Linked DNA regions of Mus musculus: regions 2, 3, 4, 5, 6 and 7 are each linked to region 1. Evidence: chromatin contacts called from public HiCAR-type and promoter capture Hi-C data. All regions are on one chromosome and are shown on one strand. Each heading gives the region's core, a stretch centred on a gene start, on an enhancer-like site or on the middle of the called end of the contact. The rest is flanking DNA. Distances are from core to core; before and after follow the strand shown.

Region 1 (4,058 bases), core at 467-2,966:
AGACCAACCAAGAACATGAGATCTTCCCTGCTACTGGAACAACTGGCTAATTTCCTACCCTAACTTATTTTGTAATTTTTATTGAAGCCACATCAGTCCTGTGCAATTCATTTGCTGTCTTCTTTGTAAACTCTTGTCTTGTGATTATCAAGCATTAAAAAGAACAAAAACAAAAACTTGCTGATGATCTAAAGAGATGCTAACTCTTTATAGCTCCTATGTAGTTATTGCCACACTAGTTCAACAATATGGCCTCAGAAATGGCTATCATTATTCATAAAAGCAGATAGTTCAAAGCCAAGTAAATACTAATTAATGCAAAGATACAATTCACACATATTCACCCTTTAAGGCCCTAACTTCTCACTTGTTTCCCCTGAGACCAACGCAGAATGTAACAGAAAACTTACTATAGTTTACAACTGAAGTCATCCTCACACAGAGTCCAGAAACCTTCATAAGCATCAATGTTCAAATAACTTACCTATCCTTGTTAAGACGGTCATCTCTGGTCACCATGGCCATAACTGCCATCCGGTACATGTGATCTGACACGCTTTCTGGCTTTTCGACATTTCTGTATACCCAGCCAGTCCGTGGAACTCTCTAATAAATAAGATAAGGAATTAAACAAAACACTATCCCTGGGAACAACAACAAAAAATGACAGGTGCTCTTCAAGAAAATGCCAGAGAATGGCCACAGAGCCACATGTCAGCTGAGTCGTGGTTTCAAACCTATTTTTTTAAAAATGTTTCATTTAAACTAATCATATCGATAAAAATCTGAAATCTCACTAGTGAGTGGACAATTCACAAATATACAAAAATGTTCAAAAGTATACAAAAGTCCAATAGTCTTTACTCTGTGCTAGTGAAGTATAACTATGGGATAATACACAAAAAGTTTTTAGACATAAAAGCAAAACTGGTGGTACGCCTGGTGGTACACGCCTGGAATCTAAGAACTCAACAGGTGAAGACCCAAGTTCCAGGCTGCCAGCCTGTGCTGTTCATCTGTGGTGTAGTTAGGAAAAATGCAAAGCAAAGCCCCAGTATTATTCCTAACTATGAGAGTAGTAGGTTTGTGCCGTCCAAAAACTCATTTCATACAATAATAGAATATTTTGTACATGCAACATGTGACAGACTCTCCAATTCTAACTCAGATGGCTTGGAGGAGTTTCCATGGCAGTCAAGCCTTTCACTACTTCTCAACCTGTGTAAGTCTGCATTTTCTCTGGGAGTTCTATGCATCTAACGAATTTCACAAATAGTCGCAGTGTTACAGAACAGCTCATCTTGGAACAAAGGGGGCTCTGCACAAGCTCTGCCAAGCAAGGGCTGGTGCACGCTGAAACCGATTTACTGAAACCAACAGTTCCGGAAGTCACGGTGATAGAGGAAGGTTTCCACAGCCTACGTGCAGGGGTTTCGGCTCCTGCCTTCCGCTGCCGCTCCGCAGCATCGCCATGGCCTGGGTTGTGGCCGCGCTGGGCATGGAGCGTGCACGAGTCCCCGGTCCAGCCTCGGCTGCGTACCCGCCAGCAACGCCGGGCTGAGCGAGGGAGGTTGCGTGAGGTCGGTGCCTGAGCTGGGCCGCACCGCCTCCCGGCCAAGCCGATCCCACCCGCTCACCTTGAGCTGCCCAACTAGACGCAGAAAACGCAACAGCCCGGCTCCAGAGCCGGACGAGGCCAAAGCCATGCTGAAGTGCATAAGAGCTGGGCGGTGTCAACCTCAAGCCCCTCCCCATTCCCCTTCAGCTCCTCCCCGCCCTCCTTCAGCTCCTCCCCGCCCTCCTTCAGCTCCTCCCCGCCCTTCTTCAGCTCCTCCCCGCCCTCCTTCAGCTCCTCCCCGCCCTCCTTCAGCTCCTCCCCGCCCTCCTTCAGCTCCTCCCCACCCTTTGGCTCCTCCTCACAGCCCCACTTCCTCCTTTGGTAGAGCACTTTCTCTGTACTAAGGTCTGTGCTCAGACTTTGGATGGTCTCTGCCCAAGTAACCATCAACTTTCACAGGAATCGCAGCTTGACGCTAAGGGCAGAAAGGCCTAAGGAGGATGAAGCTGGATAATGCCTGCAAACCTTGCTTCTTAGAAGCCCAGTGTCTGATTGGCAGGAAGAGCTAGCTATAAGAAGCTTCGCTTAACCAGTTTAACAAAGGCACTGGGCAAGCCTGTGAAGGGAGGCAATGCTTGGCAGACATACCAGGAAACTTTGGAGGAAGCAGGAAATGGGCTAGTAAGAGGAAGCCCATGGTGAAACCACAAGCATCCATTCTGCCAGGAAACTGATCAGGATCTTCCAGGACTACCTGACTAGTTTCCATTGACAATTTGATGGTACAAACTTTTAAATGCAGTTAATGGATATGGACAAATTCAAGCAGAGGGAGTCGAGGATATGAATAAGATTCAAGAAGAAAGAGAAATAAAAAGGAATTCCAATTTTATTTGTAACAAAGTAGGTTTATTTATTTACAGGGCCCTAAAAGGTGATGGTTCTAATGAACCATTGTCTGTTCTCGTTTCTCACTACTTGATATACCTACCACCTCTTCCATATGAGCCCGAATACTATACCGGGAACTATACTAGAAAATGTATAGTCATCATAGCATAATGTTGGTATAGAATGTTGCTCAGTAGATTCTACAGAACCCTGAGGCAGCATCCATGAGCAGCATCCAGGATTCTAAAGTCAGCTCTACAGAAGAAATGAAAAGTTGGCAGTATAGTGTAGCTGTGCATGAGGTCCCAAGTGCTCTCCAGCACTGAAGTAGCATCCATGAGCAGCATCCAGGATTCTAAAGTCAGCTCTACAGAAGAAATGAAAAGTTGGCAGTGTAGTGTAGCTGTGCATGAGGTCCCAAGTGCTCTCCAGCACTGAAGTAGGTGAGTGGTTTGTGTTATCTATAAAGCACAAGCTTCAAATGCCAGCACCACCAGGCTGCCTTGCTATGCTAAGGTCCTAGGTGTAGAAAGCCCTATTCCTGGTTTTATATATAGTCCCTATCTGCTTTCTCCCTATAAATCATACTGTTAGTCACTCTAATCAGAGTGTTTGAATCAGGTGTTATCGCAGTAAAAATGCCTGTGAAAGTGGCTTTTTAGAGTATAAAACTTTCTGGAAATCATAAATAGGACTTTATGGAAGTAGAATATCTTAAATAGCACCTTGCTCACCACCCTAGTTTGACAGTGTGAACTTGGGAGAGTAGGGGCTCTTTAGTCAGAGCATCCAGCAATTTGTACTCTGAGGGTTAAGAAGATTCAAATGAGTAAAGTATTTGATGACAAAGACAAGCCATATGTGACAAGAAAATGTTTTTTTTCATAGATGCACATGAAGAATATCAGCTGAAATAACTCACTCCTATCCATTATACTTGGGAGGAGTACAAAAAACACAATCCAAGAACGATTCTGGGGTTTCAAGAAGCTGTGGTCATAAGACTCTTGCCTTGTTTTCTTGGAGTTTTCTCACAAGCACTCAAGATTCCCCTTGCTCAACTCCATTCTTAGACTGTGGTCTGACAGCACCCATCACTCACATCAAGATTTAGCAGTGAAAGAACATTCTTCTTAGAATAGGAGCAGAGGAAACACCTAGAGACCTCATGAGTGACAGATGTCTTGAAACACTGGTGTTACTTAAAGATCTCTTGCAAAGGAACACAGTGGTTCTCGGGGATGTAAGAAGTGTGTGTTGCCTCGGGTGTGTAGTGAGGCTTTTTGAGAGGCCGGCAGAGTTGTAGGCAGTTTTTAGGTGAGTTACTGACCCTAGAGGAGACAAGCAGCATAGCATGGAGAGAACTCTGACCTGGACCTAAGCTCCAGCTTTCCACGTCAGGGGAATCTTGGGCAGGAGAAACCTCTGAAAAACTACTGACTTGTCCCTTTAAATGTTGACCATTTAGTTGATGTTTGCATACCACAGAAATTTAATAACTACTCAAGTCAATATTCAATGTATTCACTTGATTCTACAATTTATTCCAAAGACTAGTACTAGGGATTTATCAGTGAAAGTCTGATCCTTTATCTTTGCTCTCTTAAAA
Region 2 (4,058 bases), core at 616-3,115, 3.0 Mb before region 1:
GGGTAAAAGGCAAAGGCCCAGGAAGACAGCTAGGATCAGTTGGCAATAGCCTGGAATGTCCTGTTGGGCTAATGGCTGGGTTGGGGTACAGTTCCATCTTGCAGTGGTGAAACTCACGGTTCTTCACAGTACATAGATATCGGGAACACAGCAGAAAGTATGAAGCCTGGCTAGTTCTTGGTAAGAATGTGTCAAGCTTTCTTGTGGCAGAGAACCACTTAAAAAAAAAAATGAAAAAAAGATCATGTCACAGACAGGGACCAAGCCATGCAAAGAACGAAGTACAGACTACAGCACGTGACTTGGCATAGAAGCAGTTTGAAGGCCATGCACTTGGAACACCATTATATATATATATGCAGAACATCGTGATGGCCCAGAGAAAGAAGAGCAAAGACTTGAAAGCCACAATCTTGAAACTACTGGAGACTTAGAAGAACCAATGAACACAATCCAACAGGAAGAGAAAGCAGACAGAAGGCTGCATGCTGCTGGCCAAGCTGAGGAGGTGGTAAGGACTCCTCTGCAAGAGCTTCTCACGAGGGCAGAGCTTAGCCAGACTGGAACCTGAAGGACCTGGGACTCTCCACTGGCTGCCTTGGTGGGACTCGAACTCCACGGCGTGGCCCATCGCCCATCAGATAGTATTGTAGGGGATTGGACCACAGCTCCCCTTTGATAATTTCAGCTATTCTGTCGAATTCTAGGAGGCTGTGGTCTGAGAACCAGTTGAAGAAACTGGGAATCGTGTTCCCCTCCCTATTCCTGTGGATGTGGGCCTGGGGTTCCTGACCCCGGTGCCAGCGGATTGGCGTAGAGAGTGACACCACTCGACCTGAGGATCTGCGCTCATATTCTTTGACCAGCCCCTCATTTCGAAAGTAGGGGTTGCTTTGAAAGATGAACTTAAATTTGCACCCTACTCTTGGCTGCTTAAGCTCCTCCACCTCTAAATTGATCATGTACCTCATCATGTCTTCATCTTGGCCACTAATCATTGGTGACAGCTGGGGGTGGTTCCGAAAAGCGGTGACCCAGAAACCTGGGATGTTTTGGATGATGAAACTTCTGCGCTGCATGTGGAGCCTTCTCATCCGCCCAAATTTGCGTTCCAGCTGGAGGAAGGCCCTGTCAGCCTGCGCATTTACATTTGACAGCTCTTGATCGATGGCCTCCAGCGAGTCCATGCAATTGATCTTCGGAGCTCTGGGTCGAGTCTCCTCTTTCCCTCCTCCAGCTACCTTTTTTTCCTTCTGTAACCCCTTCTTTTCCTGCATTGCCGCTCCTGCTTCTCCCTCCTTGCCGGTGGCCACAGAGATGGCGCACTTGGTAGTCGTCATTTCCTTGGTCTTCTTCGGCCCCGGCATCTGCTGAGACCCCAGGCCCACCGCACCACAGGCTTCCAGGGCTTTCGGTTTAGCAGGGCTGTGAGGCCCTTCAAGCTGACAGCCATTTTTACTGCTGTCGTCGGCTGCCACAGGGGCTGAGGGTGCGTCCCCGCCCTTTGATGGAGACGGAGCATCCTCCAGACCTCTCGCTGCCGCAGCACAACTATTCTCAGCCACTCGGAAGCAGAGCTCGGGGCCGCAGTGCTCGGAATCCGGAGACGCGCCTCCATCCGCACCGGCCTCACCTGCAGCCTCCATCTCCCGCACTGTGTCGGTTTCCTCTTGGAGCCCCTGGTCCTGCTTCAGATCCAGATCTTCGGAGGCATGGGAGGGGGTCGTGGTGTTAGCGAGAGATAGCTCGTTGTTCCCTTCCACGCCGTTCATTTTGGCAGCTGACAGCCCTGCAGAGCTTTCCTTGTCCTCTGCAGACGCAGCGCAAAACCGCAGTGAGTGCTTAGCTCCACCCCTTTTCCTTCTGGGCTGGTGCTACCATGGCAACCTGTGACGTCAGGATACCAGCTGCAACTAACCGTAGCGCGAGAACTGGCAATCCAGGTAATTTTGTCGATCAAGTGTGTTCTTTTTGTCTTTTTAAATGATGCTGTAAATTTAATCTCATCTGGGAAATTGAGTACATAAATGGATGTCGAATTATATTTTACGTCTATTCGTAAGTCTCTAATTAATTTCGACAGTATCTAAACCATGTCTCAAAATAAATTTTAAAATAGAACCTATTGTCTAATAAAGTCAGATTTTATTCATGCTTCCCAGGAATAGAGAAGCGAATTCACCAGCTCACAGGCCCTCCTTATTTCGGACACAGATTCGATTCATAGCGGCTACTGAGGAGCTGCGCAGAATCAGATTTAGGGGGCAAAAAGTGTCGTCGTTGTTTTTACTTTCAAGCAAACAAGACATTCCTAAGGTTAATTTCGATTTCTGCAGAGATTTTGATGTTTGTATACATTGGCCGACATTTACAAAGCAATTGGATATTTCTTCACTTTTAAATAAATAGTAAACCGCGCCTTATTTACAGGTGGCCACAACGCATGCCATATACACAGTTAGCCCCTGAGAATTAGTGAAGGAAATGTAACCTCAGAGGATTCAATTTCTAAAACGATACACATTAATCCTCCTTTGCCTTGGTTTATGATCTTAGGTTCTGCTTCATGCCTGTGGGTATGGAGCCAACTAACATTTGCCCAAATTTGCCTTTGTGAAGGTAGAATCAATCAGGGTTTTTCACACACTTAAGCAACTGTGTCTTTAAAATAATCTACTTTAAAAAAGAAGGGTCATTCATTCAAGTCAATTTAGAAAATGTATTTATTTATTTACTCAATCATTTATTTAAATAAATAAAAGCTATTTATGTATTTAATCACCACGGTCTCTCAGTTTGCTAAAGTCTGAGAATTCGGATGTTAATCCTTAAGGGATAGAAAAAAACAGAAACTTAAATTTTGCATATTTAATGTTTGAATTTCTATTAGAACAAAGCTTTAGAGTTCTTTGCCCTGGGAAATTGATTCCTCCCAGAATATGGTTACACTACAGTAAGAGTCTTTGAATAGGGGTTTAAAGAAAAAAAACAAAAACAAAAAACATTACCCTAAGAACTCTAATGAGGGAAATAATGGCTCCTGGTTCGCCTAAGACTCTGAGGTGGTGAGAACAACACATGGCATATCATGCAGCTTGATTTTTTTCTTTCTTTCTATGCCAAAGGTGAGTGTTCTCACTCAAAGACAGTTGTCCAGGCTGGCCTGCCTCTTCCTAGCCCTATCTCCCAAAAAAGGAAAGAAAAAAAGGAAAATCAATTGATTATCTAAATAAAATTAAAATGTACACACAAATACCAATTCTTTTTCTGTCCCCCTTTCCTTTTTCTCTTAACAAATATTCTTTTTGCCTTACTGAGGTGAAATAAATGTATCGCTAACTTCCTATGTAAACACATAAACACTGCTATAATACACTCTGTGACTTCTGAGTTATTCTTTAACATTACACCACTTCTTTACCTAATGACTCTTCACACAGTTGAAAGAGTAGCAAACACTCTTGAATTTAGCCTAAACCAAGATGCAGAGAATCATCAAATGCTGAACCAAAATACTGGGCAATGCAGGAGAAAGAAAACAGCTTGCTATTACATCACTTCATAAGAAATGAGAAAATCACATGTGGACTTCTTTCTCTTGTATATATCAGTGTTTAAAGATTTGTTTTCTACTGCTGGAAACACCTCTGTCTACATTACATTTATTTTATTATATAATAATTTATATTATGACTATTTTTCTTTCTTGAAATTCAGTATATTATATTGTAGAGGTGGGGTAGAGAGAGGGGAGACAGGAGATGGGGGAGAGGGGAAGGGAGGCTGTGACTCTCTTTGTAGCTCTGGCTGTCCTGGAACTCACGATGGCGACCAAGCTGACCTTAAGCTCAGATCTACCTGCCTCTGTCTCCAAAATACTAGATAAAGGTGTACACCTCCATTCCCATGTCTTTTTTTTTAAGTGTAATTTTTCATCAATGTAAGATCATTGTAGTAGTTTAAAGATAAATGAAAGAATAATTTTAAATCTCTTTCAAAATATAGATGCTGTGGCATGATCGGTAGTTAGATGGTTATACATATGGAATCAGCAATGT
Region 3 (4,058 bases), core at 771-3,270, 2.7 Mb before region 1:
TCAACTCTTAAGGAGTCGTGCCACACAGGTTGAAAAGCACTGGTATACAGTTTTTCTGGAATGATAGTAGACCTATGTTGCCTCTTCACTGAGTTGTATCTTTAGCTTTCTCTAAAAGACATCAACTGGCATTCTGCTTTTGGAAGAACATTAAGAGTGACTTTTTTTCAGGTGGCCTGGGGAAGGTAGCTCTACTTTATCTACTGTGTACTGGGGCTGATACAATATTACAAAAGCAATGTTGAAAAAGTAGCTAAAGTAGATGTACATAGTAGAAGGCCACTCAGTTCCCTCCAATAGGAAAGTCAGTGAACAGGGAATGTCTCATCCATTTTATTCTCAAAATTCCCATGAGGCTGAGAGTTCTTTGTCTCTACTGAGCCAAGAGTTTTATAATTTCGTCTGTGCTGACTTACTAGTAAATGAATCATCCTCACCAAACTCGGAATTGGTTTATTAGTTTTCAGGACCTTCACCACAAAGAGACTTTTCAATAAGGTTTTCAATTAACAGCACAATCAAAGAATGTATGAAGTTATAGTGTTACATCACCAGGAAGATTAATAGTTGCTTAGGACTTAACAATAGGAAACAGCCTCTGACGGCTTCTGAAGCCCTCTCCTCAACAAACTCAAACAGAGAAAGCTTACCTTCTGAGCCAGTTAATCGTGGCCATGACTTTTTGGTAAAGGAGATGGGGAATTCCTGATTTACATGGTTCTGAGGAATTCCTAGCATCTATATGAATGCATGAATAATAGCATATATACTTGATATTTTATTGCATTGTGTATCATCTATTTCAAATGAAATAAATCGATACCCCACCCTCTTTTCATGTATTCTTTTGTTCAGCAGCTAGCTGGGTAAATTTTTTTCATTAAGAACATGGCCTTTCAGCCTTATTTATAATAGCCAGAAACTGGAAAGAACCCAGATGCCCCTCAACAGAGGAATGGATACAGAAAATGTGGTACATCTACACAATGGAGTACTACTCAGCTATTAAAAAGAATGAATTTATGAAATTCCTAGCCAAATGGATGGACCTGGAGAGCATCATCCTGAGTGAGGTAACACAATCACAAAGGAACTCACACAATATGTACTCACTGATAAGTGGATACTAGCCCAAAACCTAGGATACCCACGATATAAGATACAATTTCCTAAACACATGAAACTCAAGAAAAATGAAGACTGAAGTGTGGACACTATGCCCCTCCTTAGAAGTGGGAACAAAACACCCATGGAAGGAGTTACAGAAACAAAGTTTGGAGCTGAGATGAAAGGATGGACCATGTAGAGACTGCCATATCCAGGGATCCACCCCATAATCAGCATCCAAACGCTGACACCATTGCATATACTAGCAAGATTTTATCGAAAGGACCCAGATGTAGCTGTCTCTTGTGAGACTATGCCGGGGCCTAGCAAACACAGAAGTGGATGCTCACAGTCAGCTAATGGATGGATCACAGGGCTCCCAATGGAGGAGCTAGAGAAAGTACCCAAGGAGCTAAAGGGATCTGCAACCCTATAGGTGGAACAACATTATGAACTAACCAGTACCCCTGAGCTCTTGACTCTAGCTGCATATGTATCAAAAGATGGCCTAGTCGGCCATCACTGGAAAGAGAGGCCCATTGGACACGCAGACTTTGTGTGCCCCGGTACAGGGGAACGCCAGGGCCAAAGGGGGGGAGTGGGTGGGTAGGGGAGTGGGGGTGGGTGGGTAAGGGGGACTTTTGGTATAGCATTGGAAATGTAAATGAGCTAAATCCCTAATAAAAAATGGGAAAAAAAAAAAAAAAAAAAAAAAAAAAAAAAAAAAAAAAAAGAACATGGCCTTCCTCTCCTTTATGCTTAATGGGTTTAGGTAATTATAAAGCATATAATTAAAATCAATTATATGCGCTAACACCTACCTTGTATTTTTGCTGCCAAGTTCTTTTGGCTGGCACATCAATTTCTGTGGCTTGGCAGAGATAGACTCGCTGACTTCTCCTTTGTCTGCTCCACTACTCCACCAGGATTCAGACCACCGCCTTCCCAGGAGAAAAATAAACCCAAAGCTTAGCTCTGGCTGTTTCTGACTCCTTTACTCTAGCAAAGCTGAATTGCACAGACCTTACTTATGCTTCATCATTCTCCTTGATTCTGTACTCATTCCAGCTGTGTTTTTGTTTAAAAATTTAAGGTAATGACTGCAATTAGAAACAGCCATGTGGGGGCTCAGGGTTTAATAGCGCTTGTTGCTTTTCCCGAGGATCTGCATTCTTTTGCCAGCACCCACACCTGGTAGTTTCTAACCACATGCAACTCCAGTCCAATGAGATCTATATCACTTTCTCTTGCACTCTTTTTTTTAAAAGAAAAAGAAAAAAGAAACAACAGCGTGGGCTTACTGTTCTTTCGCATCTAGTTTGTACTAAAAGGCAAACACAAACAGACCTTTACATTTTTAAATCATATAACTAATTAACGGCATTCTGAATGCAGAGTACAAATATGTTTTCTAGCTCAAAAAGCCACAAATGCATAGACACAATTTTAGGTTCAACATGCAGCATACCAAGTATTAGTATGCGATCAAGAAAGAGCAGAGTGCCAGGCTTGGGAAACAGGCAGGTTTAAAACTGGTTGTGTGAACTGGAAGTTAACATGTCTACAGATGTGACCCTGGATGGAATAGCGCACGGTGGTTCTAAACGGGTGAACTGCATCGTCCTTAGTGGAACTCATTTGGCTGTTCTAAACTCCAAGAATGATGAATCTTCTTTAATCTCAGCATCTAGGGAGACTGCAGCTTTCATGTATGGTTTCCTCTGTTGCCACCTAGTGGTTTCTATGAGTATGTGCACTATCTGTAGTGGGTGACTGCAGTACATATGGAGCATTACAAAGATATGAAGTCTGAAGCATTCCAAACATTAAGACATTTAAAACAGCAACATGAGGGGTTTGAAATGCTCCATCAGTAAATCTACGCAAATATTTCCAACTTGAAAAAAACACTTTCAGAATTACCACCACCCCTGTCCTGGAGTCTCAGGTTCTCTTTTTCTCTCCCTCTTCCTCTCCCACCCTCCCTCCCTCCCTCCCTCCCTCCCACCTCTCTCTCTCTCTCTCTCTCTCTCTCTCTCGCTCTCTCTCTCACACACACACACACACACACACACACACACACACACATGAAAGGTCCAGGACAGCACTATAATCTTGTTTCTTTCAGAAGGCCATAGTTATGAAGGGTTAACATGGAGTTCAGAGAAGCACTGTCACTCATTACTCATATGACCTTATGAATGTCAGCCTCTCTGGAACTTTAATTTTCCTTTGTATGAGACAGGAAAGAATGATTAAGTTGTAAGAGTTGTTGAGTGAACTCCTACTTGGAACACAGACTTATTTGAAGAGTAGTTCTGCGAAAATCTATATTGAATAAATCTCCTTCAAAATTAAACATATGGACAGACACACTTACATGCCACGGGGTTTATATTCCAAGACTCTAGTCCTTGTAATTCATCAGTGTTATTTTGATGGGAAAGACACTTGGAAGATTTGACACGAGTACTTTTAGATGAGGAGATCAAGTCCTGTAGAGTCTCGAGTCATTTCTCCACAGGAGGAATCAGTCAGGGAAAATGTTGGGCTACTCTCAAGGAATCACAAACTATGTCCGCTCAACACAGACAGGGCAGTAACAATAAACAGACCAAAAAATTCTACCAAGTTCAACTTGGCAAGCCAAGGAATTTATTGGAACTGCTCATAGGATTATAGGTGAGGGGTTGCTCATAGGAAGTGCATCACCCTAAAGCCCCGGTCCACATGGGTGACGACTCACAGAGCCTCCACCCCTGGATCTTTCTGCACCATCTTTACTGCTTATGTAACTTTTGGGTAGGAGAGGTCTTGTGAATCAGGTAAGTTTAGAGGTTTCCTGGGATCCTTGAATTGCTTAAACTCCGAGTCTTGTGGATCCTGTAATCTGGAGGAAATATTTCAATTTGGTATTGCCAGACAGGAGAAGAAAGAGTCATTACTGAGTG
Region 4 (4,058 bases), core at 672-3,171, 2.7 Mb before region 1:
ACCATGGTTCTCTTGTGGGGGCTGGTGGGGGCGGGGGGTCAGTAACTTCAACAGGAGCCAGGGTTCCAGGAGACATGAGAGAACTCCTTCTATCCCATGTAGGTGAATTATCACCACTGGGTCCCGGGGTTCAACATAAAGTGTCAACTGGAAACCAGGCTGTCTGTGCATAGCCAAATGTCCCACAAGTCAGTAACATCTTTGTCAAATGTCTTCTTCACCTGTCATTTTTGATATCAGAACTTCATGATGCAAGTTAGTCTAGTCAGAAGTTAAGCTTGATTCTTTCCTTACTAATCAGCATCAAGTCCTGACATTTATATAAAACGTATTGGGAACTTGATCCTTATCTCGACAATCAATGCCTGCCTAAATTAGCATAGGTTTATTTAGCTTATTTTCATAGCCACCAGTCTCTCTTTTCAGATTTTGTCCGATTGAGTGGCCATGGTGGCATTTCTTAAGTTAAGAGTCTGAGTCACTAACACTTCCAGAATTCCTCATAATCTATGCCTCAGCCCCTCAACTAGATCATGGCGAATGCTCCACACTGTCTTCCAACCTGCCAAGTGATCTGTCTCCTTCAGAACTTTAAAGCAGCTGTTCCTAGAAGTCTATTCTGGTAACTAATCATCGGAATTCCTTTGAATAAACAAATATGCAGCTTATATCTGAAATGCTACCTCATCTCAGAAGTTTCCTTTTCTCCCCTTTAAAGTTTAAAAGAAGGCAAAAAGCAACCCTTAATCTATTTAAAACAAGAAACCATAATACTTTTGACATAATGCATTTCCTTTACTGTAAGTAAGGAATACTTGCTAATTAAACACAAAACAAAAAACTCTTTCTGTGTAACTGGAGCACTGTGGCTCACACCTACAATCTCAGCACCACTGAGGCCAGGGTAGGGGTAACACGAGTTCTGGCAATCCTGGCTAGTAAGCAAGATACAAGCAAGCAACAGCAACAATCACCACAAAGCCAAAGCCAAAAAAGCCCATCTATGGAACCTGCATAATACAAGTAAAGCCAGCTTTAATACACAAGGAAGGTAGAGAAATTTGGGGAAACATTTTTAGTATGTTTGGGGTATTCTTCCCGAGGTACATTTCCCCACATTTTGTTTAGGCTAGTACGTGTTCCTTTATTATAAACAAATATAAACCAAGTAACTATTTAGTGTTCATTAAAAAAGAAGACATATTTATCTGTTTTCTTAGTTTTGCCGTTACGGCATTTGACATTTTGGTTGTAGTGATAGACTTGAAGCTGTCAAATCTATCAGCAGAAGTAGAGCTAAATCAAAGGTATTATTTTCCGGTATCTTATTGTAGTTTTGGCAAAGTCAAATCTGTCACTAAGATCCGCCCCTTTATCTGTTCGCTGAAATAACAACTGAACAAGTCTTTAGGTCAATTTTTCCGCCTCACTTATTTCACAACTTTAAAGTGAGGTGCAAGAACCTCTGGTTCGACTTTCAGCCTTCCTCCCGGGTTCCTCCTGGGACAGACCTCTGGACGAACCCCGACCCCAAGTCCCAGCTCGGCTTCCAGGAGTCTGCACAGATCAGGCCATTGAAAGTTCCAAGAAGCCGGGCTGGCTGTCGCCCACAGGCTGCTCTGGGCGACAAACGTGGTTTAGGAACGCGGAAAAGCGGAAGCCCTTGGACCTCCGCGCCCCGCCCTCGGCGCCACTACCACGCCCTGCGCGAGACTCAGACCAGACACATCGAGCGCAGAATGGCGATGCCTCTCTGCCAGGCGTCTCCATCAGAAGCCAGCAAAGCCCAGCAGCGGGCAGTAGCTGTCCTTCCCGAACGCCGGGCGGGCTGCGGTCACCCCCCAGCCAATCCCGAGCCGTCGCAGACAGGCAGCGAATCGGCGGCCGGCATTCCAGGCGCGATGAGTCGAACTCCGACGCGGGGATCGGGCGGCCCGCGGAGCCGGGGCTGTTTCTCAGCAATCCGTGCCAGGCGTGGCTCCAGGCCTTTCCACTCCGACTCTGCGCGTGCGCCCGCCCGGCAGCCGGCGGCCGCGGTGTCCGCTGCAGCCCGCCGCCAGGGAGTCGCGCCGATGCACGGGCAACAACGCGGGCCACGATGACAGATTACGGCGAGGAACAACGCAACGAGTTGGAGGCTCTGGAGTCCATCTACCCCGACTCCTTCACAGGTGACTTTGGCGGCCTCCTGCTCCGGGGCGGAGGCCGGGGCCCCGCGGCCCTTCCTGCCGCTCTCCAGACAGTTTCCAGCACTCGCCTGCTTCCTTCCCCACTGTCCTGAAATCCGAAGGTCCGGGTGGCTCTGCGGAGGCCCTGGAATTGGTCCTGACCGCTTTGGTTTCGCGTAACCTCCGTCATCCGAGATTCACTGAAGCACGCGGGGGGTGGGGGGAACTAGCAGTGCGATGAGTTTCTCCAGAGCCGCTTAATGTCCCCCCTTTACCTCCTATTTTAAGCTCTGGTGAAGTAGCAGCTGTTTTCCCTGCTGAGAAGATTGGGATGCTGGCTTTTGAGAGCAGCACACTCGGGGATGTCTTATTCTCTCTATAAGAGTGATCAGGCATTCTGCAGAATGCCTGATGAACGATGTGGTCGCTGTGGTTCTTAGGTATCTTAGACGTCGTCGAGGTTCTGGAGGCCCAGGGAAGGCAAGTGGCTTGTGCTCTCCCTCCTCCAGCCAGAGGTCCTTAGTTCTTACATCCTGAAGACTTCGGTTAAGGATTCAGCCTCAGCTTAGATGTAGGAAGAGCTGATTGGGTCTAAGGGAAAGCATCCGTCAGGAAATTCATTAGTAGAATCTTTCCTTGTGAGTCTGTTTCCATGGAAAACCTATCTATGGGTCTTCTCAAATTAGGGAAGCACTCAAGGTAAAGTCAGTATGAACGTAGGCTGGGGATTGATGGGATTTACATTCCACAACCCTTCCTCCAAGTGTTGTCAAGTATTACTTAGTGTCTGAATTAAGAACCCAAGGCATATTACTTTAAATCCTAAACCATCCCTTTCATTGCTTAGCTTAGTTTTCTTTCTTGGCTTCACTTTTTGACCAACTTTTTGCAATGGAAGCAAATTTTGTTCTGCTTTGCCAACAGGCAGATGTCTCTCAGCTACTCCTGTGTAGCTCCAGTCGAGTTCATGTTCTCTCGCACCAGCAATACAGCTGTGTTGCGGATGTTAAGGGATGAGTGAAGAGGGGGTTGAGAGTGTCATTACCTGGGTGAGTGTATGTGTGGAGTCTGGCTTCCTTCTCTATCCTTGCTTATATGTCAGTGTCAAACTAAAATAAAGCGCTAGTGTCAGTTGTCCGATATAGTCTGAATTACGATGTTTAGACCTTTCTAGCACGTTAGAAATATAATAGGCATGAACCCTTTGTAGGCAGAAACAAAAATGCATGAGGCATACAGTATTTTTAACTTGTCTTAAATATTAGGTTATCCTTCACTAAGTTCCGCGCATGTGTGTCTTACAATGGCACATTTTTTATGTCTTAAAGCAGTATTGTATTGAATTTTGCTAGGTCCCAGTAGTAGTAGTATATGGAATTCTTGTCAGATGTACAAGTGCATAAGGAGCCTGAGTGAGCCAGGGTAACAAATGACGACTTACGATTATTTTGATGCACTCACCTATTCCATAGCAACCTGCTGAGCCTGCTTGTAATTCCTTTCTGCATCCATACACATTTTTGCAATAAAAACAATCTTGATTAATTGTTCTTAGGGATTTTGTATTGCTCTTGGTATTTTTTTTTTTTTTGAAACCTTTTAGGGAAAAGGTAGGACTTTTTGGTTTTTGGAGACAGGGTTTTTCTGTATAGCCTTGGCTGTCCTGGAACTCACTTTGTAGACCAGGTTGGCCTTGAGCTCAGAAATCCGCCTGCCTCTGCCTCCCAAGTGCTGGGATTAAAGGCATGCGCCACCACCACCCGGCTAGTTTGCAGGTTTTTACTTCATTTTATATCCTACTTAATACTAGATTTGGCAACTGCTCAGTCTGAGGAAGGAATTGGCTCTCCCACCCCACCCCACCCTGTCTTTAATGCATACCCAGTGAAC
Region 5 (4,058 bases), core at 780-3,279, 2.6 Mb before region 1:
GACTCCTGTTCTGGCCCAAGGATCTGCACTTTACTCAGAGAATTACTGTTGCTGCATATAATTCTTACATCACTGGGCAATTTACCTGAGTCCTCCTTTAACCCCAAACACAACACCTTTGATTCATAGTTAAATACTTGCGTTTTTCTTCTTCCTATTTTCATGTCAACACCTTGATACCAGCCTTGCCCATTTATTTACATTGTGTTTATGGGTCATTTTCCTCACTAATCCTGGATTGAAGAGAAAGATGAATCTCATGGATACTGGTAATGGAGCAAATCTGGAGGGGGAGTTTTAGCTACCCCTTATTTAGATATTCTGCAAAGTTTTTTTTTTTTTTTTTTTAATCTTGCATTAGCCTTTTACTTAAGCAATATAAATACTGGTGATCCGAATTTATGTGCCTTTAGTCAAAATCTACACAAAAGCTAAATACAAAAATTAGCATTTCTTCAAACTACATGTTTCAAAACTTAATTTTTTTGGAACATCTTTTTTTTTTTTTTTTTTTTTTTTTTTTGGGAATCTGCTCCCTCTAGTGACCTAGGCCTGAAATTAGACCAGTCATTGGTTGGCCACTCCCTCAAGTTCTGTGCCACCTTTGCTCCAGCACATCTTACAGGCAGGTTGTAGGTAGCAGGTTTTGTAGCTGCATTGGTGTTCCTGTCCTCCACTGGAAGCTTTGCCTGTGAAGAAACACAGGAAACCTGCCCCAATCTCTGCGCGTCAAATACTGCACTCTCCTGTCCCTGCATGCAGCCAGAGCAGTTAGTACCCCTTTCCCCTAACATAGATGCTTCAGGCCTTATGAAGAGGGCAGACAAAAGAGAGCCCAATCTGGCGCCGGAATATTGTGATCCTTCCTTCATAAAAGCACTCTCCCAAGCACAGATGGCTCCGACCTTTGAAGGAGACAGGAGTTAGTATTCTCGAAGTGATAAAGTCCACTCATTCTCAGGCAGCTGTGACTGCGTTATAAAAACACGCTGGTCTTTGATAAGTTATGTCTTCCCAGGTCAAAAAGGTCTTGTTCCAGCTGCGCAATTCCTCCTCCCTGTCTGAACAAATACTATCGGTTCTCTTTTCCTCTTCCCAATCATGTAACACCAGGGGTTGAGAGCCCCAGTTTATGCATCCTCCTATATATACCTTAAACCCCTAGATTTAGGGGTCACTGTGCATTGGGAAAGATAGCGAACCGGGTCCCGGTTAATAAAAACTCTTTGTATATTACATTTGGTCTTCCAATTTCTGGCAGTCTCCTGGGGTTCCCGCAAACTGGGCATAACAACCTGGTTACAGAAGATGGCCAGTTCATCTTTTTTCGTTAACTAATACTGTCTTGGAGGAAAAGACGAGTCAAGTGGGAAGCTGATGAAGGAGGAAATCTGGAAGCAGAGTTTTAGTTGCCCCTTGTTTAGACATTCCACAAAGTTCTGTTTTCTGAACGTTTTTATACCTCTGGAGAAATGATTTCATTGTTGTTGGCCTCGCAGCTAATGGTTAACTGCTAATGTGCTCATTTTTAGCTTGAAAATGTTCTGTAAGAGTACTTTCACTCTTACAATGACTTCGAATTTTTTTTTTTTTTTACTAAAAGAAGGAATTCTACTAAAGGAAATAGTATTTCCTCCATGCATCACGTTCAACGATACCCAATAATTTAAAAATATTATACTTGTCAGATTATGTCATCCTCATATTTAAACACGTCCGTAGTTGCCTCGTAGATCAATCCCCCAGAGGGAGAAACAGACTGTTAACACTGGATAAGCAACTTTGTAATATTGACAAAGGAACTTGTCTTAATTAACCCGCAGAACATAATTTAGAGCTCAGATACTGTGTAAACAGGAACAGGTGTTTGCCGCAGAATCAGACATTTAAATGTACTCAGAATCTAGTTACGGTTTTAGCATATCTGGAGTGGAAACTGCAACTGGAAGGTGGGAGGGGCAGTGATGCTCTGATGTGCAAGCGAAAGTTGCAAAAATCCCTCACAAGTCCCACAATGCACCGCAACTCAGACGGATCTGCAGCGGGGCATGCTGGGATCTCTACCCTCTCTGGCCAGTGAGGAAGGTCTGTTGTGACTGCGGAGGACTCTTGGAGGCCTGGGCTCTCTTTTGGGTCGCGGCGCGGCAGTCTCGGGAGGTCTGTCCTTGGCGATCGGGCGGGCTGTGTGGGGCGCGCTTTCGGGCGGTGGCTGGCTCCTGCGGTGGGGAGGAGCGGCGGTCTAGCCGTGGGTCCGGGTCTGCAGGCCGGCTCCGGGTGGCCGCAGGTCCGGTTCCCTGCGCCCCACCGGTGCGACGTTGGCTCAGAACTTTGACAGATTCGGGCCTTACCACCTTCGCCATCCCGTACCCAGGCTAGCCCTTCGAAGGTCCCCCCTTACTTGTAGTGTGTCCTTTATCTGCAGTGCCCCAGTCCTTGGAAGAAACGAAACTAGGTATCGATAGAACTTCCTTCTAGAAACAGAAACTTATTACTGTCTGAAGAGAAACGAGAAAAAGGAAAATGTAGAAAGATTTTGTAAAGCTGAAATTAGATGAAGGGAATAGTTGCCCTCGTTTTTCCTTCCTATTACTAAAATACGTGACAGCCAGGTGATAGTCTAGGGGAAGGTCTGGGTTTGTGATTGCGTTAAAAGGTTTTGTTTTGTTTTAGCACCTCCCTACAAGTAGTCCATCTCCCATTAGCCCATCAATCTCATAACTCGTTTGAAAATGAACTTCCGAGGGTTGAGCTGTTAGCTAACCTAATGAAACCAGCGTCTATACCCCAGTTTCCTAGATCTTGGCGGTAAGTGCTGTTTTCCTACAATGCTCACAGCTTTTACCTTTGGGCTCTGCGGTGTTTACCTTCCATCGTTATCTGACTGTAGTGACCTGTCTGGTCCAGGGTTTCCATGTATGTAAAACCACAGCAGTGGTATTAAGTTTGACACATATAAAGCTCTGAAGTGAACTAAGGTGGATTTACCCTCCTCATTCTACTACATGCAAGTAAATATGTTGATCAACATTAGCCTTCTGTTTTACTTTATTTTACATGGACAACTTATTAAATATACTTTTTTTTCTACCTGTTGGACGAAATGCCTTGTATTATTGTTTTTTGAGATGGAGTCTCACTATGCAGCCCTGAATGGTTTGGAACTCAGCTATGGCTGGCCTCCAACTAACAGATCCACCTGCTCTCTGCCTCAGGAGTGCTGAGATTAAAAGGGTGTATCACCAATGCCTTGTTGAAATGTTTTACTCATAAATTTTCTTATTATTACCTCTGATATCTTGACATTCAGGCACAATATCCTTTATCTAGAATATGTAGAAATACAATACTAAACATAAAGTTTGTTTGTGTCATATATAGCTTGTATTTTAAAACATATTTCTCTGTATGTATTTCTATTTTCAGTGTGCCAGTGTTTTGACTGTCCTACATCGTGTGATCAGGCATAGATCCACTTGGGACCTGTCTGCTCAGAAGGTTTGAGATCAGGCATAGATCCACTGGGACATGTCAGCTCAGAAGGTTTGGATTTTGGAGCATATGGAGTTTAAATTTTTGGATTAAGAATGCTTGACCTGTAGCTAGGCTTTCTTAGGACATATTATAAATAAGTGTGTTTATTTAAGGAATGATAAGTACAGTGAATTTTTCTTTGCCAAAGCTAATATAGCTCTAAATACTCCACAGAAGAGTCCCAAATCATTTTTATGAAATGTGCTTTTCTTCAACTTTGACTTTCAAATTTACAATTTTGTTTTACTTCTATTCTAGGCCCATGCTCTGCCATGCTTTCCTGCAACATATGTGGTGAAACTGTAAACTCAGAACCAGATATGAAAGCTCACCTAATTGTTCACATGGAAAATGAAATTATCTGTCCATTTTGCAAGTTGTCAGGTATAAATTACAACGAAATATGTTTTCATATCGAAACTGTTCATTTTGAACAAAATGCACCAGAAAAAAACTCTGAGAAGCTAGCTGCAGTGCAATATGGACATTCAGACCGAAAGAACACCAACCTGCAGAGTACAGCGGAA
Region 6 (4,058 bases), core at 1,126-3,625, 2.2 Mb after region 1:
CTCCACCTCAGTCAAAAGGATCTGAAGGCAGCTAAAACTTGCACTCCCTAGGTAACCTGTACCTGGGATGGGTGAGGCACAGGTTCAGAAAGAAATGAAAGGTGAAGGAAATGGGGGCAGGGGAGATGAAAAGTGGAAAAGGATAGAAAGGTAAAGGAAGTGTTTAGATATTATAGTTGTTAAACAGCTTCCTCCTCTGACTCCAAATCTGTATTTTAAACCTAGTTTAGTGTGTGTGTGTGTGTGTGGGGGGGGTATTAAATTAGTATTCCTAATTGTCAGTTAAAGAAATAAGGCTATAATGTAAGATCCTAGAGAAGATTTTCCCTGGATAAATGACACTTTTCCCACTCATCCCCAGCCCTTAATGTTGTCTTCAGAGAATTTTAGCCAACTTTCTTTAGAATGGAACACACACACACACACACACACACACACACTGTAAAGAATGAATATGAATCAACCCCAAGCTCAAGAAAAAGCTGCTATTAAGAATTAGTTATAAGATTCAGTCATTGACAACCCAAAAGAGATTATTTTAGCAGCTTAAAAATACTTGTTGAAAAATTTGATGAACAGCTTTATCTACAGGCTGCGAAGTTTTTAATGGCGAATTTGTCCTCGCTTCTTCCTGTTCTGCACTTAAGGTGGACTGAGTTGCAAGTACAACATAGAAAACAGTTTTATTCTGAACCATCTCCTTAGATAGTATATAATAGACTGAGTAGAAGTTTTAAAATGCCCACTAGAGAAATAGCAGAGTGGTTAATTACATTGGCTGCTCTTTCAGAGGACACAGGGTCTGCTCCAAGCACTCAGGTGACATCTCTAAGCTCTCTGTAACTTCAGTTTCAGGGAACCTGATACACTCTTCTGTCATCCCTGGGCACCAGACCCATATGTGGTACACAAATATGCATGCAGGCAAAACACCCATATGCATAAAATAAAACCTAAATTTAAAAATGTTAAAATGCTCAGACATTCCTATGGAGCCAAATTCTGAAACAGAACCATGGAACACTATTTAACCAAAAGGCTGTTTGTCTTCCTTTAGGGCGGTAAGATACATTGTGTTAGCTTTCCAGTATAAACATACCATTTTAATCCAGAGGACAGAAAAGACCTGTGGATTTTCCTTGCTAGTGGTTCAGACAGCTAGTTCATTTGGCCCCTTTCCAAGAACCTCATTTACCTTTACTGGTAAAGCAGAGGAAGGTCACACACACACACACACACACACACACACACACACACACGCACACACACGCACGCGCGCACACACACACACACACACACACACACAGAGAGAGAGAGAGAGAGAGAGGGAGAGAGAGAGAGAGAGAGGGAGGGAGAGAGAGAGAGAGAGAGGGAGAGAGAGAGAGAGCTTTTAGGAGACATGGTTTCCCATTATTACTCTTATTGTCTGTTGTAAGTATCTCAATTGAGGATGTAATCATTTGTCCTTTCATAACGGAAAGGCACCCAAAACTCCTCCACCTTCCTTTCTCCCTCTGTAATCTCTTTTCAACTCCCTTTGTAATACAAAAATAAACAATGATTACTTCAGAAGGAAAACCAAAGTTACCCTCTGCTAAAAAGTCTGGCCTACTTTACCGTGGGTCAGACTAAAGTGGGCCACCCAGCTTAATTGTACTGACAATGCAATGTTATATTTAACCAAGTAGAACCACGCGGGAACTCAGAAAGTCACCAGCTGAAGCCTCACCCGCCCAGACTATAACCTCAACGAAAGCTTGGGTTTCATTAATTAGTTCCACAATCTAAGGAACCTAGTGTCTGTCACTTGTTCCCTGACAAAGTAATAAGGTAATGTATCTCACAGTTTCTCCAGTGGCAATATCCATCCAAGCAATGATAGTAAGGACCAAATCAACCCTTTTCATCTCAAATCCTATCTGTCCCAGGACCCACCCCGTTTCTCTTCGTGTCTTTAGAAATCCAGAAGATCTCACTTCTCTGCAGTGGCTTTTGCTTCCAGGAAGCCGGAGACCTCCGACTTTATTTTTCTACCTTTCAGAGAAAGTTCAACTTCCCAGCTTCCGTAGTGTTATAGGCGAATTTCTTCTGGGCGCGCTTGCTTGCACGGGATCCACACCCACTCTGTTTCTCCGAACAAAGGCGACAACCACAAAGACTTAGAGCTCTGGGAGTTGACTCCTAGCCGGCGGTGCTTGGCTGGCTGGGCTGCAAATGCAGCAGGCAATACCCGGGGTGCCAAGCAGTGCCAGACTCTTCCCCAGGAAGTGCAGCGGTATTCATGAGCTGACCTCACCGGACTGGGCTGGAAAGAGGGCGGGATTGAAGGGAAGACAGGAGAGAAGTAACCGGAGTGGTTGCTTAAAGAAGAAAGAGAAGGATGGGGAACCAGGGTAGCGGGTGGGAGGCAGAAAGACAAAAAGGCAAGAGCCACGCCCGAGATGCAGAATTATTCAGCCTGGCTCATCAAATTCCTCTCTCCATTTCCATTTCCTGTATTTGGCAGAAGACTCCAAGACCGCTTAAAATCGGATGCCTTGGCTTCCTGCAAAGCTTTGTCTCAGGTCCGATCAATCTCCATCAATTATTTACTTGAGCTCTTTTCCTTGGGAAGCCGGTTGGAGCATCCTGCACCCTCAGCCTGACCCAGCGGAGTCTCTAGACGCAGCTCTTAGAGGCGCTGGCGCGCGCTTCCGGTACTTCTCTTTGTTCACTCACTTTAATGCTCAGTCAGTCTCTCCATGCGCGGCTCCTTCCCCACCCCCAGCTCGGGCGGAGTCCTGGGATGGCTTTTCCGCGAATAGACAATGCTCGTCAGACCCGCTGTCCCACAGACAAAGGGTTCTTGAGGAGATAAGGAGAAATGACTAATTTAGGGCAAACTGAATAAATATGTGCTTCCAGGGATGTTTTAAGTGCATCTCAGTAGCACTGGGCACCATATTTTCCCCTCTCCTCGCTAAAGGCCAATTTCTTCAGTGAAAACAAACTGGTAATTTCTGAGATCCATTTTTTTTTTTACTGTTGTGCACGTGAGTAATAGTAGTCAGAACAAATGTATCAATAAAGAATCGTCTGATCTGACAATGAATTAAGAAAAATGCGTTTCCAGTTTACATTTATCCATATTGATTCACAGTAATAATACTCCTAATGTTTGAGGGGAATTTTGTTCTTTTTCCTTCCAATTTTATTTCAGGAGAGTAGGCTCGAGTGACTTACTTTAACCCATAGAAATCCCCTTGTAAGTTTGCAGGTCAGAATATATAAACCTGTTTTTAAAGGAAAAATTTGAGACATTAAACTTCTCTTACTTTATTGTGGTGATTTTGTAAGGACAAAGACTTAGATATTCTTCAACAGTTTCTAGCCTAGCGTTAATTTTAGAGCGAGACTTCATTTTAAACTAAATCCTGTCTTAAAAGTGAAATGGCTATTTGGAGTAAATTGCACAGAAGTAGCGAAATGAGAGCATATTTAAGCCCAGGTAATGTATACCCCCAGTGACATCGCTTATGTTATCACAAGGAAATAATTTAGGCTGTCAAACTGTTGCTATGGAGTGGTTTGTGGCCAGCACTGTCCAAGGTGCTGGGGATACAAAGAAAGTAGAGAAATCATCTCTGTGCTGAGAAGGCTCAAACATACTGGCAACAGTTGAGGTAACGGAGATATTGTTCTTATTCTTGAATACGTGGAAAGCCAGAATAGTGAATCCTGTGATATCTATGATAGGACTTGCATCGTTGATTAGAATAACAAAATGAAGTCACAATGTCACAAGCTATTTTGAGTTTGTGTTCAACAGTTCCTCATTATGTACCACAATGTAAGTTGCAGTACTCTGTGTGTGTGTGTGTGTGTGTATGTATGTGTGTGCGCACACGCACACTTCTTTCCTTTTGATGCAGGTCTTTGTATGTAGCAAGGGGTAACCTGGAGCCCAGGATGGATGATCTCAAATGCATCTGCGTCCTGAATACAAGAATTGAAGTTGTGGAGCACCACACACAACTATCTAAATTGCAATATTTTTAAAAAGAATATTAAGATTCATA
Region 7 (4,058 bases), core at 788-3,287, 2.1 Mb after region 1:
ACTAGCATTCCATAATCCCCTTTAATCTACTTCTCCTCAAAATCAGACACCAAGATTATAAAGGGTTATAAAGATTATAAAGACACCAAGATTATAAAGGGTTATAAAGAATATAAAGACACCAAGATTATAAAGGGGAGTGGGTTGTGCAGTGCTGTAATAGGAAGCAAGACGGTTTAGCTGATGGTTCAGTCCTGCCAAGGAGCAAAATATAGGAACAGCAAAGGGGGGCTCATGAACTGTACATGATAAAATACAAACTTTGATTATAAACAACTTTTAGGTCGGGGAAGCAAAGATATAAATATAATAACGTTGAGCAGAGGATTACTGTTGCAGTCTTGGTCCCTAGACCCACCTCAGTTTGGCCATGGTCATACATCTTTACCCAAGGCATGCTCAGTGCTTTCTACTTCACAGTTATGACCATTTCAAACTCCATCTTGCCTGCTGAAACTGGATTTTAGCCAACTAAGGCATGTCAGGAGGGTTGATCTTACTGCTTCGGTCTTAGGAAAATTCTGCTTTGAGTTTGTGCCCATTATTTTCTCGTTTTTTTTTCTGGGCAATATTGTATTTCTTTCTCTCTCTCTTTTTGTTTGTTTGTTTGTTAGTTTTTTCCAGACAAGGTTTCTCTGTATACCCCTGGCTGTCCTCGAACTCAGAAATCCGCCTGCCTCTGCCTCCAGAGTGCTGGGATTAAAGGCATGCGCCACCACTGCCTGGCGCATATTGCATTTCTTATATTTCAAGTCCTTTACAAACATGAGGATGCACACTGCAGAAGGAATGTCAGAGACAGCAAATACTTCCAACTTCACAATTCTTAGAGGAAATCATTTGGCCTGGCAATAAGTTGCTCCCAATGAATTTTGTGGGATTAGGAACTTCTGTGCCTATACCTCAAAGTACTGTGTCACCTATCTTCAAAGTAATTCCCTCCCTTACTTTCCAGGTTATTTTCCACCACTGGAACCATTTTAAGCAATTAAGGAATCCTATTGCTCATGTGCTGTTCATCAGCAAATGCATCTATCCAGAGACCTCCCATTCGGTTTTATTAGAAGATTAAAATGAAAAAAAAATTCACTGCTGTTCATTGCTCTTTCTGCCTGCTCCTTGTTTTCTAGCAAGGTCAAAGAAATGCAGCACAAAGAATTCCAAAGAAGCCAATCTTGTTTTCTCATCGGGTCACCATCTTTATTCTTGGATCTCCTCATAGTCTCAATTTAAGCCACATGCGCATTAGTTTTAGTTCCCTTAACCAATAAGATACAAGCTTTGATTAAAAACAACTCTTGGTTTGCAGGAAACAAACACCAGTGTCTTTTAACTCACATTATGAAAAATACTCCTCCTGGAGTGTAATAGTAGTTTTGAATAAAACTACATTTTTTTTTAAATTACAAATTTCAAATAACAGAGAACTCACAGGTTGTAAATTTTATATCACAGATATTAAAAATAACTTCATCCCACCACAGACTGCATTCTAATAAATAGTTAATAGAAACTTACACTGAGCAACGTTTTTCTGAACTGCTGAGAATGAATGAGAAACAGTCTCAGGATGAGGATGTTGCTGTCAGTCCAAGCTTTAGAAATCCACCCTTAGCAGTTGAACAGCCCCTTCTCCAAGGCAGTTGAATCCCTTATGTACCCTGCCCACTGTTCGGAGGCCCAGCCACAAGCACAGCCAGGTCAGGAGATGCTGAAAACACACTTACTTAAATCTCATCTTTAATCTAAGATTCAGAAGCAGTATCCTGCTCTACCCAGTTTGCTCGTTCAAGTTTGCCAAGAAGAAACATACCTTCTTACACTTGGGGGTCGTCCTGCAGCAGGTCAGGCTCTGTGTGGCCAGTCTAGCAATGGCAGAGGTGGGGCAGAGAGCTAGTTGTCTTAAAGAACAGTCTCAGTGGTTCTTTTATAAAACAAAATCCATTCATCTTCCACAGTGGTCCTGACAAACGCCTTTGCAAATTGAACTTCAAAGAGCTACTCTGCTCAGTGTCACAACAGCAGCTGGGCTACTATGACGTCAGGGACTTGGAGGCGGCCTTAAGGCTGCTGCTTCCAACCACAGCTCTGTAACTTTAGAGCAGTTATATCCTCTGGGTAAACAACTCCAGGTCCAGGACATTTTTAACTTTTATAATGGAGCCTAGCATTTTCAAACTTGCCAGGAGAGATCTGCTTGCTAGCAGCACATGATGACAATTTAGATTTCTTTTATTTGGAAAGTAGACTCTTTTTTTAGGAGCAAGAACCATCCTCTTCCTCCATCCCCTCTCTTTCCCTCTCTCTCTACAGTGAGATGCAGTTTCAGTGTCTTTGTTAGTCTGGCCAGGGATGAAGTGGAAATGTGTGAGAAAAAAAAAAAGAAATACACACACACACACACACACACACACACACACACACACACACACACACACACCAGCAAGCATGAGTCAAAATGTATGTTGAAACATATTGAATGTTTGCCTTTATGCAAAATAGAAATGGGGCATATATATATATAGAGAGAGAGGGAGAGAGAGAGAGAGAGAGAGAGAGAGAGAGAGAGAGAGAGAGAGAGAGAATAGTGGTTTACTTTAGTCAATAAAGTCTTTAGGGCCAATATAGCAAATCAGTTACACTGAATTTTAAGTAATAAGCTCTTATCGTCAAGCTAAAGTTTTCCGACTGTACAATATAACAATGTGTCATTTGAAGCATGCCATAATTTCATGTTTTTGGTTTTTGTTGGTTTTTTTTTTTTTTTTTTTTTTTGCCTACCTCCAAGCTCCATCCCATAAGGAGCTAAATTGCTTAATAATGGTAAACTGGTCAGGGCAACCATATATTTATCTAATTTAGTCAACTGACTAATTAATTAGCATATAACATTGCTTAGCAAAACAGGCTAGCCTAAAACTCAATATTGCCTCTCAAACTGGTCTCAATTTAGTACAATCCTGCTTCAGTCTTCCATGTCCTGGAATTAGGGTCTTGAGCCACCAACTCCAGCTTCTTTACTTCCATAGAAGGACGTTATACAGGCAGAATAACCGAAAGAAATGCTTCCCTATGTTTAGAGAGCTAGGATTCATATTTCCAGGGGCAGCCACAATCGTCATAGTTACAATAGCAACACTAGTTATTCACTGGGAGCAGCTTTAAGCAAAGCTCTGTGCTAAGGATGTCAAGTGGAGCTTCGTGTCAGTTTACCACCTTAGCAACTGTCTGCAGTTTTATTCACCGGATCTTACTTATATCCATGGCTTAGAGAGCTAAAACATCTTGACAAAGCCCACAGAAAGACCTCTGAGAGGAGGAGCAGGACTTGGAACCAGTTTGGGGACCCTGGAATATTGTTATAGGGACCGAGGGCTCAATACTTCTGCCCCCATTTAACTGTGTAATCCTGTGGCCTCTGTTTCTTCCTTAACCAATTAGATGAATTTACTTCATAAGACTGTAAGGCAAACAGATACATGGAGTGACAGAGAGTTACAGTTGGTCCCTCCTGCTTGCCTCGTTGCTAATGCATACAGGAGGACGAATAAGAAACTTTGCTCAGAACCATTAGCTGGAGTTATCAAATAATACTCCTGTGGACTCTTCATTTTAAATCATTGAGTTTCTATGTGTTCCCTGTAATTCAAGCTAGGCTTTGCATCTGGACATGTTGGCATAAGCCTGGAATCCCAGAACCTGAGAGGTAAAGGCAGGAGGATCAGCAGTTTAAGGCTAATCTCAGATACTGGGGAAGTTCAAGGCCAGCCTAGGCTCCATGAGATCCTGCTCTCCAAACAAACAGACACAAACCCATAAACAATAACTGAAGAGAAGAAAGACAAAAGGCCTTTTCCATAATTCTATCAGAAAGTCAAATAGCATTTGGCTGACTTTCAGAAGCTATGTTGTGCTATGGACTCTGGTCTTCCCTGTGGCTTTTTCAATATCCTTTTTCCTGTGCTAATAAAAAAGAACTACAGTCCCCCCCTTTTTTTTTTAGCTTCTTATACTGTATGTAGGTTTGCCAATGAGTCACTTCAAATTTAACACTAATG

What was found. Promoter capture Hi-C pulls out the DNA fragments that hold promoters and counts their contacts. HiCAR-type assays count read pairs that join an accessible place to other places.
Region 2: a promoter capture Hi-C map of pre-B cells shows a contact between it and region 1. The contact joins the promoter of Tspyl4 here to the promoter of Hddc2 in region 1. A contact is called at or near these places in 5 of 39 promoter capture datasets (the HPC-7 cell line, hippocampal neurons, liver and 2 more) and 1 of 115 datasets of contacts at active chromatin or transcription factors (large pre-B cells).
Region 3: a contact with region 1 is called in a promoter capture Hi-C map of pre-B cells, with 2.4 times the contacts expected there. The contact joins the promoter of Trappc3l here to the promoter of Hddc2 in region 1. A contact is called at or near these places in 3 of 39 promoter capture datasets (the 3T3-L1 cell line, hippocampal neurons and pre-B cells).
Region 4: a promoter capture Hi-C map of pre-B cells shows a contact between it and region 1, with 4 times the contacts expected there. The contact joins the promoter of Rwdd1 here to the promoter of Hddc2 in region 1. A contact is called at or near these places in 4 of 39 promoter capture datasets (the C10 cell line, embryonic stem cells, hippocampal neurons and 1 more), 1 of 484 Hi-C or Micro-C datasets (CD4 T cells) and 1 of 9 other capture datasets (liver).
Region 5: a promoter capture Hi-C map of hippocampal neurons shows a contact between it and region 1, with 4 times the contacts expected there. The contact joins the promoter of Zup1 here to the promoter of Hddc2 in region 1. A contact is called at or near these places in 4 of 39 promoter capture datasets (the C10 cell line, hippocampal neurons, liver and 1 more), 2 of 484 Hi-C or Micro-C datasets (CD4 T cells and pre-B cells) and 1 of 115 datasets of contacts at active chromatin or transcription factors (astrocytes).
Region 6: a promoter capture Hi-C map of embryonic stem cells shows a contact between it and region 1, with 4 times the contacts expected there. The contact joins the promoter of Soga3 here to the promoter of Hddc2 in region 1. A contact is called at or near these places in 4 of 39 promoter capture datasets (cranial neural crest, embryonic stem cells, hippocampal neurons and 1 more) and 2 of 115 datasets of contacts at active chromatin or transcription factors (astrocytes and embryonic forebrain).
Region 7: a HiCAR-type map of astrocytes shows a contact between it and region 1, with 4 times the contacts expected there. The contact joins the promoter of 9330159F19Rik here to the promoter of Hddc2 in region 1. A contact is called at or near these places in 3 of 39 promoter capture datasets (the 3T3-L1 cell line, hippocampal neurons and pre-B cells) and 1 of 115 datasets of contacts at active chromatin or transcription factors (astrocytes).

What each region holds. Positions count from the first base shown.
Region 1 is chr10:31,311,063-31,315,120 of GRCm38.p6, reverse strand. Hddc2 (HD domain containing 2) reads right to left here and starts at 1,716. Exons shown (of 6, transcript NM_027168.2): 1 at 1,638-1,716; 2 at 485-606. The coding sequence starts at 1,706.
Region 2 is chr10:34,295,228-34,299,285 of GRCm38.p6, reverse strand. Tspyl4 (TSPY-like 4) reads right to left here and starts at 1,865. Exons shown (of 1, transcript NM_030203.2): 1 at 1-1,865. The coding sequence starts at 1,772. The coding sequence ends at 552. Gm26564 (a long non-coding RNA gene) reads left to right here and starts at 1,862. Exons shown (of 5, transcript XR_871568.2): 1 at 1,862-1,943.
Region 3 is chr10:34,035,559-34,039,616 of GRCm38.p6, reverse strand. It overlaps Trappc3l (trafficking protein particle complex 3 like), which reads right to left and starts at 2,020. Exons shown (of 7, transcript NM_001162937.1): 1 at 1,929-2,020. It overlaps Calhm4 (calcium homeostasis modulator family member 4), which reads left to right. Exons shown (of 2, transcript NM_001081165.1): 2 at 1-833.
Region 4 is chr10:34,017,479-34,021,536 of GRCm38.p6, reverse strand. It overlaps Rwdd1 (RWD domain containing 1), which reads left to right and starts at 1,921. Exons shown (of 7, transcript NM_025614.3): 1 at 1,921-2,171. The coding sequence starts at 2,099.
Region 5 is chr10:33,949,230-33,953,287 of GRCm38.p6, reverse strand. Zup1 (zinc finger containing ubiquitin peptidase 1) reads left to right here and starts at 2,029. Exons shown (of 11, transcript NM_001359455.1): 1 at 2,029-2,157; 2 at 3,424-3,540; 3 at 3,790-4,058. The coding sequence starts at 3,804.
Region 6 is chr10:29,142,313-29,146,370 of GRCm38.p6, reverse strand. Soga3 (SOGA family member 3) reads right to left here and starts at 2,375. Exons shown (of 7, transcript NM_026138.2): 1 at 1,936-2,375.
Region 7 is chr10:29,209,622-29,213,679 of GRCm38.p6, reverse strand. It overlaps 9330159F19Rik (RIKEN cDNA 9330159F19 gene), which reads right to left and starts at 2,037. Exons shown (of 6, transcript NM_001162537.2): 1 at 1,814-2,037.